Regions from separate parts of the Mus musculus genome. Here region 2 is linked to region 1. The links are chromatin contacts, called in public promoter capture Hi-C maps. All regions are on one chromosome and are shown on one strand. Each heading gives the region's core, a stretch centred on a gene start, on an enhancer-like site or on the middle of the called end of the contact. The rest is flanking DNA. Distances are from core to core; before and after follow the strand shown. Region 1 holds the start of Uevld (UEV and lactate/malate dehyrogenase domains). Region 2 overlaps Ptpn5 (protein tyrosine phosphatase, non-receptor type 5).

Evidence for each region. Promoter capture Hi-C pulls out the DNA fragments that hold promoters and counts their contacts.
Region 2: a contact with region 1 is called in a promoter capture Hi-C map of hematopoietic stem and progenitor cells. The contact joins the enhancer-like site here to the promoter of Uevld in region 1. A contact is called at or near these places in 14 of 39 promoter capture datasets (the C10 cell line, the HPC-7 cell line, cranial neural crest and 10 more), 1 of 15 datasets of contacts at CTCF or cohesin (the NIH/3T3 cell line), 8 of 484 Hi-C or Micro-C datasets (B cells, Th1 cells, bone marrow-derived macrophages and 5 more), 2 of 115 datasets of contacts at active chromatin or transcription factors (CD8 T cells and pancreatic cancer cells) and 3 of 9 other capture datasets (adipose tissue, liver and pancreatic islet).

The regions. Positions count from the first base shown.
Region 1 is chr7:46,955,471-46,960,422 of GRCm38.p6, forward strand. Uevld (UEV and lactate/malate dehyrogenase domains) reads right to left here and starts at 3,048. Exons shown (of 12, transcript NM_001040695.1): 1 at 2,921-3,048; 2 at 148-232. The coding sequence starts at 2,962. Gm39012 (a long non-coding RNA gene) reads left to right here and starts at 2,413. Exons shown (of 2, transcript XR_882075.3): 1 at 2,413-2,793.
Region 2 is chr7:47,101,707-47,106,658 of GRCm38.p6, forward strand. All of the region lies in intron 2 of Ptpn5 (protein tyrosine phosphatase, non-receptor type 5), which reads right to left. It overlaps Gm14377 (a long non-coding RNA gene), which reads left to right. Exons shown (of 4, transcript XR_003946769.1): 1 at 1-1,558. Among named protein-coding and RNA genes, the nearest start is that of Gm14377, 8.6 kb to the left of the region's middle. Within about 2 kb of position 2,540, at least 82 of the 459 cell types and tissues checked have an H3K27ac peak or open chromatin away from gene starts, as enhancers often do. A contact at or near this core is called in B cells, CD8 T cells, Th1 cells and 4 more, where this site is marked.

The DNA of each region.
Region 1 (4,952 bases), core at 1,798-4,297:
CAGGATGAGGATCGGAAGTTCAAGGCCATCCCTTAGCTACATCGCAAGTTCTGAGATTAAAAGAAGAGAAATAAAAACGGAAGCTCTTTAGGCCAAATAATTAATAACCCAAATAATGCAGCGAGGACTAGAAGACACTATTCATACCATAGGTGTCCACGGAGTATCTGAAGTGCGGGAAAGACACGCTCACATTCTTCAGCTCTTCCACAGTCAGATCCCTGAACTTGTACTGAAATGAGAGCAATGAGCAGCACGGAATGAAGACAGAGCTACGGACGGACAAGACTAAATACCTGCTGTGGGACAAGGACCAAGCGCTTTACCACCACAGGTGTCACCAGAGTTTGACTCATTATGAATGCGAGGCAGGGTCTCACTTTACAGTTCAGGCGGACCTCAAGCTGGCCATCCATCTTCCCTTCCCGTCTCCGCCCCCTAGATGCCAGGAACACAGGCATCCATCATCAAGGATTTCTGGTTTCATCATTGAAACCATAGTTCTGAGGAGCACGGAGAGTTTACAGGTGCTCCACTTGATAGAAAAAGAAAAAAAAAAAAAAAAAAAAGAAATCTAGAGAATCCATGCAATTTGCTAAGTTGGATACCAAAGCAAGGTATTAAACACCAAGCTTAACCCCAAGCTCTGGGCCTTGATCAGTTAAGTCTAAATGCCTCCAAACACCCCGAGAGCCTGTGGGACAGTACATGATGAACCACTCATGAGCATTCAAGATCCACCTGTCTTTAACTACATTTTAATTTACTAATTTAATGCAGGTATGTAAGTGTGGGTGCTGATGTGGAGGGCAGAGGACACTCGCAGGAATCAGCTCTTCCTTCCAACCCCAGGCTTCCAGGGACCAAGCTCAAGGGTGTCCTGCTTGATGGCAGCTGTCTCACCAACCTGTCAGCCCTTTTGTCTGAATGCCTCCTTCACTAGAGACAACTTGACTTTCCCTTGTCCGCCTCCAGCTGGTATCTTAGATTTTACAGGGGAAAGAAATACAAGCAAGAGTTTGCTACAAGCTGGTGAACTGCCTCTCCCTGTCTTTCTTTGTGGCCTTGTGGGCGCCATCATGTAACTTCTCTCAACTTATTTTCTTACCTACAAAGAAAAATCCTACCCACTCCCGAGGCTCACCATGAGGATTAATTGAGAGGAGGCAGTTTATCAACATCATGGAAATCGAATAAAACTACTTGGAAATCAGTTCAGAAAGGTACAGAAGGGATATTGAAAACCTACCACTGTTGGAAGAAATAAAATGGAAAGGTTTTTTTTTTGTTGTTGTTGTTTGTTTTGTTTTTTCGGTTTTTCAAGACAGGTTCCTCTGTGTAGCCCTGGCTGTCCTAGAATTCACTTCGTAGACCAGACTGGCCTCGAACTCACAGAGATTTGCCTGCCTCCGCCTCCCAAGTGCTGGGATTGAAGACCTGGCTTGGAAAACTGTTTTAAGTGGGAAAGTATCCTGTGTTTGTGGATCTAAGATCGTCATGATCATCACATTTCCCGAAAGGTTTGGCGTAATCCCTTAGTGAAACTTCAGCTGTTACAAAAGTCTGAAAACTGGGCTGGAGATGTATCTAAACGATAAAGCAGTTGCTTAGGATATCCAGAAGGCCTGGTTTTGGTCTGCAGCACACACATACCTCACCATTAAACACCAATTGATATGGACACTCGTGAGACTTAGAACAGCCACAATAACCTTGGAAATGAACAAAAAAGTTTGGCGAAATCGCAGCATAATCAAGATACAAACCATAATCAAAATGAGACAACAGTAAGTGCTGGCGAGGACGTGGGGAACTCAGAACTCCCCCGTACCTATCTGCACTGCTGTGGACTGGAACACAGTCTCAGCTTCACAGGGCAGCTGTACTGATGAATGCCTTTGATCCCAAGCCCTTGCTAGGCAGAGGCAGGAGAATCTTGGTGAGTTTGAGGCCAGCCTGGTCTAGATTTTTTTTTTGTATTTTGTCTCATTATGTAGCCCTGGCTGTCCAGAACTTTACTATGTAGAGCAGGCTGGCCTCAACTCACAGAGAGCTACCTGTTTCTGCCTCCTGAGTGCCTGGATTAAAGCCGTGTGCCACCACACCAGGCTTCTTTTTCTCTTTTTTCTTTTTGCAAATGAGAAGTCTTACAACCAACTCAATCAACCTACACCTGTAACTGTAAGCTAAACCATCAGAATCAACTACATACACGATTTCAACTTTAGGAGCTCTTAAAACTCTTACAAGTGTAAAAACTGTCCCGACAAAGAGACACCCCCTACGTCCAAGAATATCAGCACAGAATCATGTTTCAGGGCTCTTCCAGGGCAATCTGAACGGCCAGGATCACTAAACAAGGTAACCTCTGAACTAGACAGCCCTAGTATGCTCGAGGGCGGGAGTCAGGAATGCTGAGCATACAGCCTGGGGGTGGGGTGGGTAGAGACTTGAGGGTGGAAGAAACCTCCATCCACCTTTCCACAGTAAAGCCCTGTCCAGGCCTGCACTCGCGTCTGCGGGGTTCTCGTTGTGAGTACCTACAATGTGACCACAGTGCTAGATGAGAGGACTACAGAGACAAGAGTACAGTGTACAGTCACAAACGCTCCAGGAGGAAGCACGGCGGAGAATGGCTTCCACAAGGTGATAACCCGGATTTCTCAAAGCAGGTAGAGACACTAGCAGGGAGTGACTCATTCAAGGGGGGCGAGGCACCGCCTGCCTGTGACCCCAGCACCGGGAGGCTGAAGCAGGAGGATTGCCGCGACTTCCAGGCCAGCCTGGGAAAGAGTATGTATGGGTGTGTCAAAACGACAAAACAATCTTGGAAAAAAGGACATGGGGTGGGGGGAATGGGCTGGGGCGACGCGCAGTGACGAGAATGCTAGGTCCCGTCCGCCCCCCGACCTGCCTGCACCTTGCCTAGCAGCCGTCTCACGCCCTCACAGTCGAACTCCATGGTCAGCAGGGGCGCGTTCTTCGGCCGCAGTCACTGGGCTTGTTTCAAAACACGCTGGGAACGGAGGCCGCACGGGCCCAAACTTCCGCAGAGGACGGTCCCCGCCTTCTGCAGTAGGCGGAGCTCGGGTAGGATGCATCCAGACGCCGCGCCCCGTCAGTCAGGTATCGACTAGACCCGGAGACCAGATCTCAGAGCCCCGCCCCGTCCCACCCCGCCCTTTCCAGTCCGAGGACTCCCGCGGGTTCTGCATCTACCTTTACCCTAAACTAGAGACTGACAGCCGCCCAGGGCTCCGGGGACTGGAGCGCCCTGCGAGGTGGAAAAATACCGCCCGCTTGCTGGGGGTGGGTGGGGTGGGGGTGGGAATTTAGCTAGGAAGAACCAAAGAACGAACAGATGCAAGCGACATGCGAGTTTCCTGGGAGACTAGAATTCAGCACAAAATTGGGGGGTGGGGGAGAATTATCAAAGTCAAAAAGTGTAGCCGAATTTTAATGTTCAAAATCAAGGTTTTGCCGGGTGATGGTGACGCACGATTTTAAATCCCAGCATTCAGGAGACAGGGTCAGGCTGGTCTCTGCCAACCTGGTCTACAAAGTGAGTTCCAGGACAGCCAGGGCTACACAGAGTGAGAACCACCTATAACTCCAGTTGAATAGCTTCTCACACCCTCTTCTGGGCGCTGCGTGTTCGTGGTGAGCTACTTCTGCACTGTACTTGCAGGCAAAACACCCGTACACATAAAGTAAAAACAAATTTCAAAAATAATATTGTCACGACTAACCAAAAACCAACTGCACAGAAATAAGACTCTTTTTCCTGACAAGTGTCACTAACAAGATTATTAAAATGGCTAGTAAGCTATGCTTAGAATCAAAACACATCAGTCTTGACCTACACATAGCAAAATGGCTTTTATTCTTTTGATCCATGTCTATATGGTCTTCATAAATCACCTTATAATATTACTTACCTTAGAAGAATTCTATGAAGAAATAAGTATACCACCACATTGAAAAAGCAATCTTATAGCTCATTCTCCTTAAGCCACATAATATTTTAAGTGTGCCTTGTATTTCTGCTTAATGAACTATCTTTTTCATTCTAATATCTCCTCAAAGTCTTTGTGCAGTAGCAGTCAAGATCCCTGCTGCAGCTGAGGTGAGACCCCCTGAGTTGAGGTTCCTCCAGCTTTATAGCTAGCAAAATCCATCTTTGTCTCTGGCATAGAACACTCACAATAACTTGTTAGAAGTGCAGACTCCTGGGGCTAGAGAGATGGCTCAGTAGTTATGCCAACTGTAACCCTGGCTCCAGGGGTATAGGGCATCTCTGGGCTTCCAGGGCACCTGCACTCATGTGCACGCGCGCGCGCGCGCACACACACACACACACACACATACACACACACACACATACACATGCATGTGCACACACATGAACACACATAGACACACATTTAATTGCAAAATGTTAAATGCAGGCAGGTAGACAGATGGTTTAGCTGTTAAGGGCAGTTGCTGTTCTTGAACAGGAACAAGGTTCAATTCCCACATAGCAGCTCAAGGCTATGTATAACTCTAATTTTAGGGGATCTGATGCCCTTGTGCCCTCCCTCTCCTACCCTTTTCTGACACCAGGCACTCTTTTTTTTTTTTTTAAAGATTTATTTATTTATTGTATGTGAGTACACTGTTGCTATCTTCAGACACACCAGAAGAAGGCATCAGATCCCATTACTGATGGTTGTGAGCCACCATGTAGTTGCTGGGAATTGAACTCAGGACCTCTGGAAGAGCAGTCAGTGCTCTTAACGGCTGAGCCATCTCTCCAGTCCCCAACACTAGGCACTCTTATGGTGCACATACAGGCAGCTCACACACATAAAATAAAGATGAGTAAATAAACAAGAGAATTTTGAAGAACTTATTTGTTGATATGAAATTGTATCTATTTGTTGGTATAGTTGATATTTTGAAATATTTAT
Region 2 (4,952 bases), core at 1,290-3,789, 150 kb after region 1:
TGTACGTAGTCTCTGAATAGTCTAGTTTGCTTTATACTGCAGTGATAAACACTATGACCAGAAACAATTCAAGGAGGAGAGGGTTTATTTCATCTTACGGTTTACAGTCCCTTATGGATGGAGGTCAAGGCAGGAACCTGGAAGCAGAAGCTAAAGCAGGTTTCACAGGTACTGTATGGGGGCATCCTGAAGGACTGATAGTATTGCTGCTGCTTATTGGCTTGCTCCCGTGGCTTACTTACTCTGTTCTCTTATACAGTCTAAGATCACCTGCCTTGGGGTGGTACCACCCACAGTGGGCTGGGTCCTTCCACAGTAATCATTGATCAAACTGCCCTACGGATTTGCCTACAGACAATCTGATGGAGACAGTCTCTCAATTGAGATTTCCTCTTTTCAGATGACTGATTCTAGCCTGTGTCAAGTTGACAACAAACAAACAAATAAACAACCCCATCACAGTGAGGGAGGAGTAATGTCATATTTCTCTCCTGTGTGATTGATGAGAAGAGTGAGGTAAGAGATGTGGCTGCATGCCCATTATTAGAGGGGAAGAAAGGCCAGGTATTCAGGGACATAAAGAGAGCATTTGCATCTATTAGGAGCAAAATATCAAGGAACTTAGACTCATGGATAATACTGAGTAACAAATCGAGATCCAACACAGTGCAGGAACAACTTGACTTAGGACTGAGTTACTGCCCATGAAGCTCAGTACAAGTTGAAACCATCCTACGTAGACATGTTTTTATCCCACCTGACCTGCTGAAAAGCAAGCTTAGCAATCAGGCGGAACGTCCGTGATTTACCCTGCTGATCTGACTGACCAGAAAGAAGCCTCAGATCATCGTTCCTGCCCAGAGCCCTGTTAAGAGTAGCGCACTGTATGTTGCTAGCATGGGAGAGGATCCAAATGTGAGGTTCTGTTTCTTCTGCTTCACCTTCACCTTCAAGTCAGAAAGAACTTTAGTTCCAACCATTGTAAGACACGGATTGTCTATTCAATATACACAATTTGAAAATAGAGAATGAAATGTTGAAGTTCTTCAGCAAGGGCAGGAATAAGAATGAATGTTAGACACATGAGCTATGTATAGAGGGCACAGCAGAGAGCAAAGGAAGCAAGTGCAGGAAGCCAGACAGGGGCCTCATGTGGACCACTGAAGAAGCATGGCCTGCCTTGCTGGAAGCTCTCAATACCCTCCCCACCTCCAAGGAAACCAGAAACCAAACCACTGAACTAGAAATTGGTCCGGTGTCTAAAGAGAAAGACAGGACAGACAGGGCCTTTTGTTCTGTCTCCTAAGTCTGGGGGAGCTGGAGAGATCCTGCTTGGGAATCAACACCTCCCAGAAGGAAAGGCTCATGGATCTGGTTGCAGCATAGATGATTGTCAAGGAGCCTTTGAATCTCCCTTTACCTGAGTGGGCTCGCCAACATGACCTCTGAGTCATTTTGTCGGTTTTCTACAAGGAAACAGGATGCCCTGGTTTTTTTTCTGGTCAGCTGTCTCTACAGAGGTCTCATAGGATTAACCAGCCCTTATTCATGGACTTGGGTGAGTCCCAGGTTTGGGGTCTGTCAACAATGCAAGCAGGGGTAAGGGTGCCCTCCAACCTACAACTACCATTTAATTAGCATTTTGGGATGGTTCATTGTTATATCCTAAGACTCTGTCTCTTTGAATTATAAGGATTTAACTGTGTTAAAAGATGGACATTTTATATTCATGGTTTAAGACTGATGGCACACTAGCCCATATATACAATTATATAGAATTTAACTTGCAAATTGAACAATGAAAGATACAAAGAAGGAAGCATACTGAAATATTCTAGTGGGTTGAAAATGAAGCTGGATGGAGGGTGATAGTTACATTAAGCTTTACTAAAAGCTTTTCAAATTTAATTATTCATCTTTTAAGCAATATAGTAGACAGCCCCCAAGGTGGCCCTCAATGATCCCACCTCCTGGTATTCATAACCCTGTGCAGTCTCTCCCACATGATAACCATGTTAGGCTCTGTGGCCAAAAGCACACAGCAGAAGTGAAGGCATAACACTTCTATGATTAGGTTAGAAGAGACTGTGACTTCCATCTGGGGTGCTCTCTCCTGCATGGCATGCTCTCTGAAGTCACCCACACTGGGGGAACCAGTGTCTTATTGGGTCGCTATGGAAGGGTCTGCTTGGAGAGGAACTGAGACCAACAGGCTGCAGGAATAGGAGGCATGTTAACAGCTGTGGGTGAATTTAGATTAAAGCAGGTGTTTGGCTTCAGCTAAGTTTTGAGATTACTGTACAATGACTAACATATTGAGATGTTCTGAAAGGCTAAGCCAGAACCATAAGCCCTTTAAATCATCCCTGGACTCCTGAGTAAAAAACACAGTAAGATAATGAATGTTTAAAGCTGTAAAGTTTTTGGTAACTTGTGCAACAAAATTTGCCTAACACAGGCAGCCTTACCCCTTTCTGAGATGACAGACTTCCTGAGATGACAACATGCTGGACTCACATCCTCTTGGCTGGGTGTGGCTATGGTGGGTGTGGCTATGGTGGGTGTGGCTATAGTGTGCCTTGCTGCTGGGCTCTAGGACCATTGGTGTGGGCTGGTAGAGGGAGGAACTGGGTTAGGTGGACAGAAGAAGTGCAGTCCCAAATGGCCTTGTTTGTAATGGAGAAATGGTCTCTTAAAAATTTATATTTTTAATTAAGTAAGTGCCTTTTTTTGAATGTATGTTTGCCATGGCATGTGTGTGGAAGCCGGAGGGCACCTTGCAGGAGTGGGTCTTTCTTTCTACCATGTAGTTCTCAGGGATTGAATTTAGGTCATGAGATTTAGTAGCAAGCACCTTAATCTGACAATCTCTCTTGCTGGGTCAGAAATGGCTTGTTTTAAGGAAGGTGATAATCAACTGGAATTTGGCAAAAAACAAAACAAAACAAAACAAAACACAAAAAACAAAACCAAAAACCAATCTGTCTTAACAGTCACAGTCAGCCTCAGCCTGAGTGGGGTGGGCCGATGTTTAGAGATGTGAAATGATTTGTTCAGGATCCCAAGCTTTGAAAGGAAGGGCTCAGATTCATATCCGGGTCTGAATCTAACAATAGAAAGCAGATAAAGTGAATAGACTCTGGTTTACAAGGTCCATGCACGTACCAGCTCACTGTGGCCTCACAACTGCTGTGGGAAGACCAACTTCCCCACTCTCCAGTGCAGGAGAGTGACCTGAGGGCTGGAGTGGTTGGTGCAGGGACTTGTCCTGGTCCAGCTATGAGAGTGACGCCAGGCACTTGGGCAGATGTGCTCAGCACTGCCATTACACCAGGAGAATGGCTCTTAGTTTGCTTATGTTTAAAAGACTGCTTTCTTTCCTCTTTGACTAGGTATCCCTCTCACAAGTGAGGGGTCCATGAAGCCAAGAAGACATTTGTTTCCCCCTTTCTACCCACATCCAGAGCTTCTCTGTGTGTCCTGGCCTGAGTCTGGCTGTTGAGTATGGTGTTCTCTCTTCTTGTTTCCTATAAGCAACAAACTGCTCTGTGCACTTCTACTTTGCAGAAGGTGTGTTTGGAGCTCAGATGCATGGGCCAGAGTGCCCCTGCGCATAAGTGCATGTGAGCATCCTTATGGTGGATAGAGCCAGCTAGGCTAGTTTTGGTTTTCTCCAAACCTTGAATCTTAATGCAGAATGACAAGGAGTCATAATTAGCTCCTGGCTTAACTTATGAACCTGGCTTTCCAACTCCTTACAGATGAATATTGTCCAGATAGAAGGATGTAAAATATTCCATTTCAAAACATATTGGCTCTATTTCCAACTTTAATTTATTTTGGTATAGCACACAGTGGCCTAACAAGTGTTGGAGAGGAGTCTGCACACAGCCGTGCTTTTTACAAGCAAGTAGAAAAGCCAAAGACTTAAGATAGGCAGAAGTGCGGTGTTGATATAAGGAAAGGCTTGGAAAAACAATGGGGGTAGGAAATGGGAGAAAGGAATTGATATTTAAGAAAGAAACCAGTGTAAGAGGAGCAGAGGAGATGATGAAGGACGCCATGGCAGATGAAGGTGGTGTAGATTCTTGAACTTGGTCCATCAAGAGGAAACATGTTTCTTCCTTTACTTTCGTCTGGGCTGAGAGTATGGCTAGCTCTGATCAGTAAATCAAAATAATACTATAGTTTCTGAGGCTTAGGAAATATGAAGCACCAGTTTCTACCCTCTTGGGGTGTTCTATCTTAGAAGTCAGCTGCTATATGAGAAGTCCACGTACTCGCAACTACCATGCTGTGAGGTAACCCAGGCTAACTAAAGAGAGAATGAAGCCAAGTGGCAGAGACGGAGGCACCAGGTGCATACGAAAAGTTTTCTCTCGGACATTATTTCCCTGGTCAGCAGCAGGTGAGCGCAGCCCAGTGGATTACCTCAGCTAATGTGGAACAGAAGAACCCCTGGCGGATTCTTGCCTGATCCTTTAGCTTTTGAGCGGGTTAAGATGGTCTCTGTTTGAAGCCACTAAGTTTTGAGACAGTTTATAAGGCAGTGATAGGCTGAGATCTGTAAAGAAGAAATGAGCCCAAGTCAAAGGACAAGGTTGAAAGGGCGCGCTTTACGAGGAGGTTATAAAGAATATATTGAGAGCTATGGTGACTGGATAAAAAAGGAGAGCATCTGTCCCCACGTGTCTTAGGAATGGAATGAATTCTCACCTGTCTCAGTGGGCTTTGGCATCAACCTTTGTGAAGGCAGCAGCCGCTGAGACTCTTTTTTAGTGTCTCTGCACACCCAGACAACTCCCTACAACATCATAGCCATGTCCACCTCTGTGAAGCTAACAGGGCAGAGGTTGTTCTCTTGCCAGTTGTTGGTCCCTTTCCTATTTGATTTACAACAGTACTCTTGTCTGAGGCTACATTGGCTCTGTGAGCTCTCAGACCTGTGGTGG